2 separate regions of the Rattus norvegicus genome follow, and region 1 is linked to region 2. The links are chromatin contacts, called in public Hi-C maps. All regions are on one chromosome and are shown on one strand. Each heading gives the region's core, a stretch centred on a gene start, on an enhancer-like site or on the middle of the called end of the contact. The rest is flanking DNA. Distances are from core to core; before and after follow the strand shown. Region 1 overlaps LOC102554603 (a long non-coding RNA gene). Region 2 holds the start of Uspl1 (ubiquitin specific peptidase like 1).

The links. Hi-C and Micro-C count contacts between places; a contact is called where the count stands out from the background.
Region 1: a Hi-C map of liver shows a contact between it and region 2, with 2.9 times the contacts expected there. The contact joins the enhancer-like site here to the promoter of Uspl1 in region 2.

The regions. Positions count from the first base shown.
Region 1 is chr12:11,062,938-11,066,952 of GRCr8, forward strand. The region is part of intron 1 of LOC102554603 (a long non-coding RNA gene); the gene reads left to right. Among named protein-coding and RNA genes, the nearest start is that of Rpl35al1, 44 kb to the right of the region's middle. Within about 2 kb of position 1,889, at least 2 of the 93 cell types and tissues checked have an H3K27ac peak or open chromatin away from gene starts, as enhancers often do. A contact at or near this core is called in liver, where this site is marked.
Region 2 is chr12:10,883,848-10,888,204 of GRCr8, forward strand. It overlaps Uspl1 (ubiquitin specific peptidase like 1), which reads right to left and starts at 2,806. Exons shown (of 9, transcript NM_001198555.1): 1 at 2,682-2,806.

The DNA of each region.
Region 1 (4,015 bases), core at 639-3,138, 180 kb after region 2:
ACTGGTGTTTGAAGTTTAATCTGCAACATTGGACAGGTGTTAATTTCCTCATTAACCATTAACTATGTTAGTATTTAGCCGGGTGAGGGATAGATGGATATTCAGTATACTATCGTTGCCATGTTGAGAGTATAATATAATTACGTTTCTCCTTTGGAATTTTTGAGTCAAGGTCTTGCTGTGGCTCAGGGACTTCCTTGTCTTTTTTGCTTCAGGCTTTGAATGCCTGGCCTTTTGTTTGTTTGCTTGCTGGCTTTTTTTTTTTTTTTTTTAAACTAAGTTCAATGTAACCCAAAATGGCCGCCAACTCAATCTGTAGTCAAGGCTGGCCTTGAACTGCTGATCTTCCTGACTTTACCTCCCGGCTACTAGGATTGGATTGCAGGTTTTGTAGCCAGTTTGCTGAGATCATCCTTGACTCTTAGTGTGGGTTTTCTATTAAGTCTAAAAATCTCAAAAAGTAGAAAAAATCATTATTTTGTATGTATGCCGCAGGGTTTGTAATGTCAAATACATTTCTTAGAGTAAACTGTTCACTTTCGTGGACTCTGGGACGTCTGGGGTTGCCGGCCTGTGCTGGGCAGGGAGGGAGGCTCCTGGCTCTGAGGGCCTGTTTGGGGGGTCTGTGTTTTGATGCTGCCAAGAACAGGCTGTGGTCAGGGACGGTTGCAGCTCACATTACCACAGTCTGGAGGCCTCCCTGCAGCTGCTAGGTAGGGCCCACTGAAGGGGCTAGAGAGGCTGTCCCAGAACTCTTTTTTTTTTTTTTTTAATTTTTTTTTTTTTATGAGAACACTGTAGCTGTCAGACACACTAGAAGAGGACATCAGATCCCAGATGGTTGTGAGCCACCATGTGATTGCTGGGAATTGAACTCAGGACCTCTGGAAGAGCAATCAGTGCTCTTAACCACTGAGCCATCTCTCCAGCCCCCAGAACTCTTAGTAGAAGCTATCACAGCCACTATGGGGTATTTGGACACCCAGAAGAATTACCCTAGGGAGACGGTGGTCTGTGAGAGCCTGTGGTAGGCCGAGTTCTTCCATTTGTATGTGTGAGGGGATAAACCATAGTTTCAATCTTAAAGGTCGCAGGCAGTGGCCTCTTTCAGCATGAGTTCTTCAAGCAACCCAAAGAATGAGTGTGTCTCTACTAACATCTTCCCCCGGCCTCACCACCGTGTGCAGCTACACCAGAGCTACACCTGGGGTGATGTCGCCCCACTCCCACTCCGGGAGACATGTGACCATGTCTGGGGATATTTTCAGTTGTTACATTGGAAGGCACGTATGTGTTCAGGCATGTAGTGTGACTGTTGAACACTCTGAAGTGTGTACGAGTGCCCCGACCATCCCCATAGATAGAATGCCTTCCCGCTCCAAATATAGGTACCACACAGGCTTAGAAAACCGGAGTTAGAGGAGGTGAAATTTCGAGCTGTCTCTGGTCCAGAAGTTGCCTGGGCGCTTTTCATGAAGGAGAGGGTATTAACTTCACTTCCTGGCTTGGTTTCAAGTGGGTAATTATAACCTGCCTACCTGAAATTTACACCGAGTTTCAGTATGTGTCTGTCTTCGTGCTTAAACAAGCCAAGCGTGGCTGTATTCTCAACAACAGGGCAATATTCTGCACCCGGATCGGTTACAGGTCAGCAGGGGGTTAAACTATCGGTCTGCGAAAGTAATTCAAAGCCTTCAGGGATTAAAAAAACCAGGAAAACAAGAAACCCGGGATATTACTACCATTATTAATTAGCACGATCGCGGCGACTTCATTTTGTTTTTGTTTTTTGACCACTTGGGAGTCCCATAGGATTCCTACTAGCACTAAGGTCAAAAGCAGATACGTGACCTTCAGTCAAAACCTACGCAGCCTGGAATTAATAAGTTAGCTGTTAAAAGGAGGGAGCTCTGCGTCCTGGAGCTTGGGTGCCTGGGAGAAGCTTGGCTCTGGGGATGTTAAGCTTCAAAGCAAATCTCCAATCTTTGTTTGTTCTAGCCATTCCCTGTTTAGGAGGGAGCGGCACATACTTGTCTGTTGCTCCAAGGCAGGGGCAGATTCTGAAGGCATTAAATAGAGGCTCACTTCCAGTGAAGCCGAGAAACTGGAACCAGGCTCTGTCTCCCTTTTCTTGTTCACCCCAAAGACGACAATAATTTACAGAGGCAGAATTTAAAATCTGGAGGCGTACTTGACACATAGCATGGCTATCGTTCAGAAGCCCCAAGAAGTTGTTTGGAAAACCGATTCTCCTCTTCTCCCCACCCCCAACACCTTATGAAGGTTAAACATGCTGAAGGCCCTAGGCATAAAAAGCGGGTACTGGGGCTGGAGAGATGGCTCAGTGGTTAGGAGCACTGACTGCTTTTCCAGAGGTCCTGAGTTCAAATCCCAGCAACCACATGGTGGCTCACAACCATCCGTAATGAGATCTGATGCACTCTGCATCTGTGTCTGAAAACAGCTACAGTGTACTTATAATAAATAAACAAACAAATAAGAAAAAAAAAGCGGGTACTTTATGTTGGTTTATTAATGTTCTCAGGATTTCTATCGTTACAAAAATAGGATCTACTTCATATGAGTAACGTGGAGTTTTGACAGAGTGGAACTTTGGGAATTTTCAATGGCGGTACCAATGATGTTTCTGCTGGATACGTTTTGATTAAATAAGTTGGGGAACTAGGGAGTTAGCTCAACTGTTAAGAGCCCTGGCTGCCCCGGAAGAGGACCTGGATTTGGTTCCCAGCACCCACATGGCAGCTCAAAGCCACGTGTAACTCCAGTCCCAAGGATCCAACAGTCTCTTCTTGCTTCCTCAAGCAGCAAACATGCACATGGTACACAGGCATACACAACAATATATCCATGCATGTAAAGATACTGTAGCTGTCTGCAGACACACCAGAAAAGAGCATCAGATCCCATTACAGATGGTTGTAAGCCACCATGTTGTTGCTTGGAATTGAACTCAGGACCTCTGGAAGAGCAGCCAGTGCTTTTAACTGCTGAGCCATCTCTCCACCCTCCAAATAAATACATTTTTAAAAGTATTATATGTTTTAAAATGTTAAAAAATTTCTATATTTTTCTTGAAATCTGTATTTTTACCTCTAGCATAAATGTAGCCTTTTGTCCACCTGATTCATCAGCATGTGTTGTCAACTAAAAACATGTATTTTGAAGTTGCAGTACAGGGAGGCAGAACTTTTAGCCAAGGGACAAGAGTCTGTTTCACAAAGCAAAATGATGGTTCTCAGACAGAGCCTAAAGCTGTGCTACCCTGGAACCAGGAGTCTGTGTGGGCCGACTCTTCCCTAGGCGCTGATCTGAGTCGAGTGTGCGGATAACTCTTAGCTTCCCGTCCCTTCTTGGTCTTGCTACCCCTACATTATAGCTGGAGAAACAGGCTGCGAGCAGTTGGAAACTTCACTCACAGTCAAAGCAGAGAGAGGAGCTAGAAGTTGCGGAATTCCAACCGTATCTGTAGCCTTTGCTCTTGCAGTCCCGCTACAAACCATGAAAATTGTAGCCTTTTTCAGTTGTTTCTACTTCACACTGGCTGCCTCTGGCTCAGGAGGCAGATGGCCCCTGGGGCCTGGACTATATCTTTGTATCAATAACTGGTTTGAGATGGTTAGACTCAGTGCATGGAAAGAGGCACCCTGCTTGGTGGAATTTGGTGCCCTATTGTGATGAGTGCATTTGCCTCCTCTCTGCTATTTGAGTTTGGGCGATGATTGTTTCTTTTCCCACTTTCCTTGCACACGGCACAATTGATACTGACTCAAGTTCAGTCACACCCCAGCATGGCCTTTTGCTTGTGGCAGTTTTGGGGAGTGCAGTGTGTGGTGCTGATGGCATATTTATCTTGGAGGGGTGGCTAGAAAGCCAAGTGTCATCTTTAAACATGAAACACATTACTCGGGGTTGGGGATTTAGCTCAGTGGTAGAGCGCTTGCCTAGAAAGCGCAAGGCCCTGGGTTCGGTCCCCAGCTCCGAAAAAAAGAAAAAA
Region 2 (4,357 bases), core at 1,556-4,055:
GCTCAAAACCAGTAGAATATTACATTTAAAAAGTCACCCACAGGGGTTGGGGATTTAGCTCAGTGGTAGAGCGCTTGCCTAGGAAGCGCAAGGCCCTGGGTTCGGTCCCCAGCTCCGAAAAAAAGAACCAAAAAAAAAAAAAAAAAAAAAAAGTCACCCACAAAATATTATGTTCTTTTTAAGTGATAAGTATTCCTGTTAAGACAAATTTAACACATATGCCTTGAATGTATTTCCACAGAGCAGACCCCAATCCCAAGACAAGAGAGCAAAAAACCTGAGATACAGCTTAACACAAGGGAAAAATATGGACTTAAAATACAACAAAAGCAGGCCTAAAAGAGTGAGGCAAAGGTAAGTTAGCTAAGGAGATGCTAAATTCTCGAACCTCTGGCTCACAGATTCACTTTTAGAAACTGGTTATGTACTGGGTGATTGTGGCCCATGCCTTTAATCCCAGGCACTAGGAGCAAAGGCAGACAGATCTCCATGAGTTTGAGGCCAGCCTAGTCTACAGAGGAATCCTGCCTCAAAAAACTAGTTATGCTTTTCTGTCCGAGCTGAAAAGCCTGAAACACCTTTCTTTTTTTTTTTTTTTTTTTTTTTTGGTTCTTTTTTTTTTCGGAGCTGGGGACCGAACCCAGGGCCTTGCGCTTCCTAGGTAAGCGCTCTACCACTGAGCTAAATCCCCAGCCCCTGAAACACCTTTCTTGAGAAGAAATAATTCCAAAAAATATACATGCAGCTTGAAAAAAATCTGTATCCCATTGGGAAGAGGAAGCAGGTACAATTTAAGACCAGCCTCAGCTACAAATGAACTCAAAGTCTACGGGGGGGGGGGGGGGGGGGGCAGACGGGCAGACACATACACACAGAGACAGACAGACAGAAAGACAGAGAAACAGAAGCAGACAAAGAGAGGTAGGTATTAGTGAATTTCAATTTCCAGAAGCTGAAGAACCCACAACTGTTAGCTGGTTCTACTCATAACCTAGAGAATTACAGAACCCAGGAAAGTCAATGTGCTTCGGTGGTAAAACCCTAAGCTATGCACCTGGATTTGTTCTAAGAAGAAAATAAAGCCAGGCTGACAAGATGCTAACACCTAAGTTAGTTACCATCTGGTCTACTTCTCTCTGAGGGAAATAGATGTGTTCCTTCTGTCATTCTGCATTCATTCTCAGAAGAGAAACCTGCAGGCTCCTGAAAAAGGTGTTGATAAAACTTTTTATCTACCTGAGGATCTAGAAAACTGCCTGGAATGGTTCTTTCTCAATATGGGAGTAAAAATGAGAATCCTTCAAGGCCGCTTTCCTGATCCCATGTCTGCTGTGTCAACAAAGAAGTCAAGGCACATTCAAGCATGGTAGTGCATTGCCTTTAAGCCTTTAATTCCAGTGCATGGATCTCTTTGAGTAGACCTATTGCAGATTTCTGTGAGTTCCAAGCCAGCCTGTTTTACACAGTGAATGCCAAGCCAGGCAGTGGTATAGAATGAGACCTTGTCTATGGAAGGAAGGAAAGGAGAGATAGGAAGGGAGTAAACCCAGTAAGCTAGTAGGAGAAACACCAAACAAATGTTAAGAAATTCCCTCTCCCCAAATACTTATGTTTAAAATACCAGAAGTAGACTCTCCAGGTCTTCCAAGCACTGGTTTATATACAAAACCCCGGGATGATTCTCAAATTTCAATTTGTCTAGGAATAAATTATCTTCATTACCTTTTCTCCAAGTGTAATCTGTACAGTACCTAAATTTTGGCATCTTTGGGCTTCCAAATACAGACTAGAAAGTTCGTGTCGTCTACTCTCACCGCTCTCATGTTTGCACAGTAGGCGTTATCTAAACTGGTGGACGATGCTTTGGAAATGTTTCGAACCTGTTTCTCTTTCCATTATGGCACTGTCACAATGACATCTCTGCTTCAAACCACCTATTTGCTCAAACTTGATTATAAAAAAGTCTACCCAAACAGCTCAATACATGCTAAAGATTATGACACGAGCTTATATCAGAAGGAGAACAACCAAGTTTTTCCAGTGTTCATCTCCAGCACTTTTTTCCTCTTACCTAACCCCCTTTCCCCTCACCAACGTCGGTAAGTCACTAACATTCCAGAGATCCTAATGGAAGGTATTAGCCAAGAATAGGTCCATTTAGCAGTCAATCAGGAGAGGGATTTAAACTTAATTCATTGCATGTGCAAAAACTTACTACAGGTTTTCGAAGAAGGGCCTGGTACCCGTCGGCGCTTTACCTCTTGGCTCTACATATGAACTGTCAAGGCCAAGGCCAATAGACTTAAACCAGGCAAGGGGTAGACTTTTCTAAGCCTCTTTCTGCTTGGTACCCAACCCAGCTTCCCGAATTTGAGACGGATAGGGCCACGCGAAGTGAGTTTCAAAAGCCAACCAAGGAAGTAAGTTCCAGAAGCGCGGTGTTCCGTTACCCAGTCCCTCTCCACGCTCTTCGTTGGACGGGCATAAACTCTGGTTTCTGTTCAGCGTTTACCTCTTTGAACCTAAACGGACCCTAAAGACCCAGTCTGCACCTCCATTCTCCACCTTTCCCACCAGACCCTTGTTCCTACCCCATCCTTTCAGCGTGCCAACAACCCACCCCCGGGCACTCCAGCCGTCCCAATCTCTACTTCCCGAGGAAATAACTCTGGCTCCCTTACCTGCCCGAAGCACACTTCTTTGTATACAATGAGTCCGAACTCCTGTTCCAGCTTGAGATCCACACCATCTACCCGTAACGTTCAACCCACGTTCCCTCGGACGGCTCCTCCCCCACAGCCGTCTCAGCAAGGAAAGCAACTTCCGCTTGGGAGTCCGCCGCCAAAGAACTACCCTACAAACACTTTCCTGCAGAGAGCCCTGCTTGAAAGCACGCGGGCAGGGCAGGGGAAGGGGAAGACGAGGGCACTTCCGGCAGGCTCCGCAGAGGCGTGGCTTGCCCAAGCGCAGGCGCAGTGGGAACTGCGGCAGGGCGGGGCCCATAGCTACAGAGCCTGCAAAGTGTGAGTGAGGAAGACGGGGGAGGGGACGTTTCTGGAAGCTGCTGGAAAACGCAGGAGTGACGGAGGTGACGCCAGAGGCTAGGGGGCGGGGCGTGATTAAAATTAGTGCGCGGCCTTCAGCGGAGGGATTACGCTGCCGAGGAAGGAGTGGTAGCTGATCCGATCTCTGGCGCGTAGGCCCAATGTTGGGCCTCACTGGCAGGCCATCATGGCGGCCGGCACGATGGGCTCCCATAGTTCGTTCTTTGGGCCCTCGCGCCACCGTACGTGTTCACAAATGGTCACCACACACGGAGCTGCCCCTCCCTTCTTCCCTAAACCCATCCTTGGAGGCCACTTTCCTTTTCTTCCCTCTCTGATCTGCTCACGGTAAGGGGAGTAGCGAAAGACAAGCACTTGACCCGGGGTGGCACGGAGCAGCCGACCTGCGCATCTCAGTAGCCCTGCCTCCTTTAACTTGAGAGAGAGGGGCGATCTCAGTTGCTAACTTTTAAGAACTGCCTTCGTAGAACGGTCATGTGGTGTCACGGAGGTCGTGACTGATCGCGTTCATGAGGACATCCTATTCTTGGAGTCCTTTGGGTAGACTGTTTCCGTGGCCTGGGACTACAATTTGGAATTTTCTGGACCTTACAGGAATCATGACTGGCATTTTGGATTGCGGTTCTGTGGGGTTTCATTAGTGGTCTTAAACGACTATGTTCTGGCAGGATACTGATAATTTTGGTAGCGTGCTATGGGGGAAACAAGTCTGCTTGTAGGTAGAAATTCAATAAAAGAATTTCAGTTTGTGGTACTTAGGAGTGGAAATCTCTGAGTGGTCCAACTGAGACTTTGTTAGGGTTTTTTTCCTCAAGACGAAAATAGACTGGTTAGGTTTTGCTTTTTTAAATTTGTTTTTGCATTTAAACAAATTTACGTAATGCACTGGTATATTTGTTGTAAGATCAAACTAGATTCCTTTTTGTATGGATTATGAAGTTGTTGTTTTTTTTTTTTTTGAGATTATGAAGTTTTGAGAAAGTGTTTTTTCCTGAAATAGTAGCCAAGATTAATAGGATTGTTTTCTTATTCAACATGCTATTTCCATTTTTAGAATGGAGTACACTTCCCCTCCCAATAAACACTTGCTGATGTCAGCTCATAAATGGAATGACCTAATAATTCAGTTAAAATGTAACCAGACTTTTGAGATGTAAAGCAACATTCACAAACGACTAGAATTAACATAAAAATTGATTATTGCTGTCTTTAATGAAAATTTAATTTTTGACCAGAAAAATTTAATAGTGGGAAACAAAATGAAAGTAGACTATGGGGGTTGGGGGGAGAAA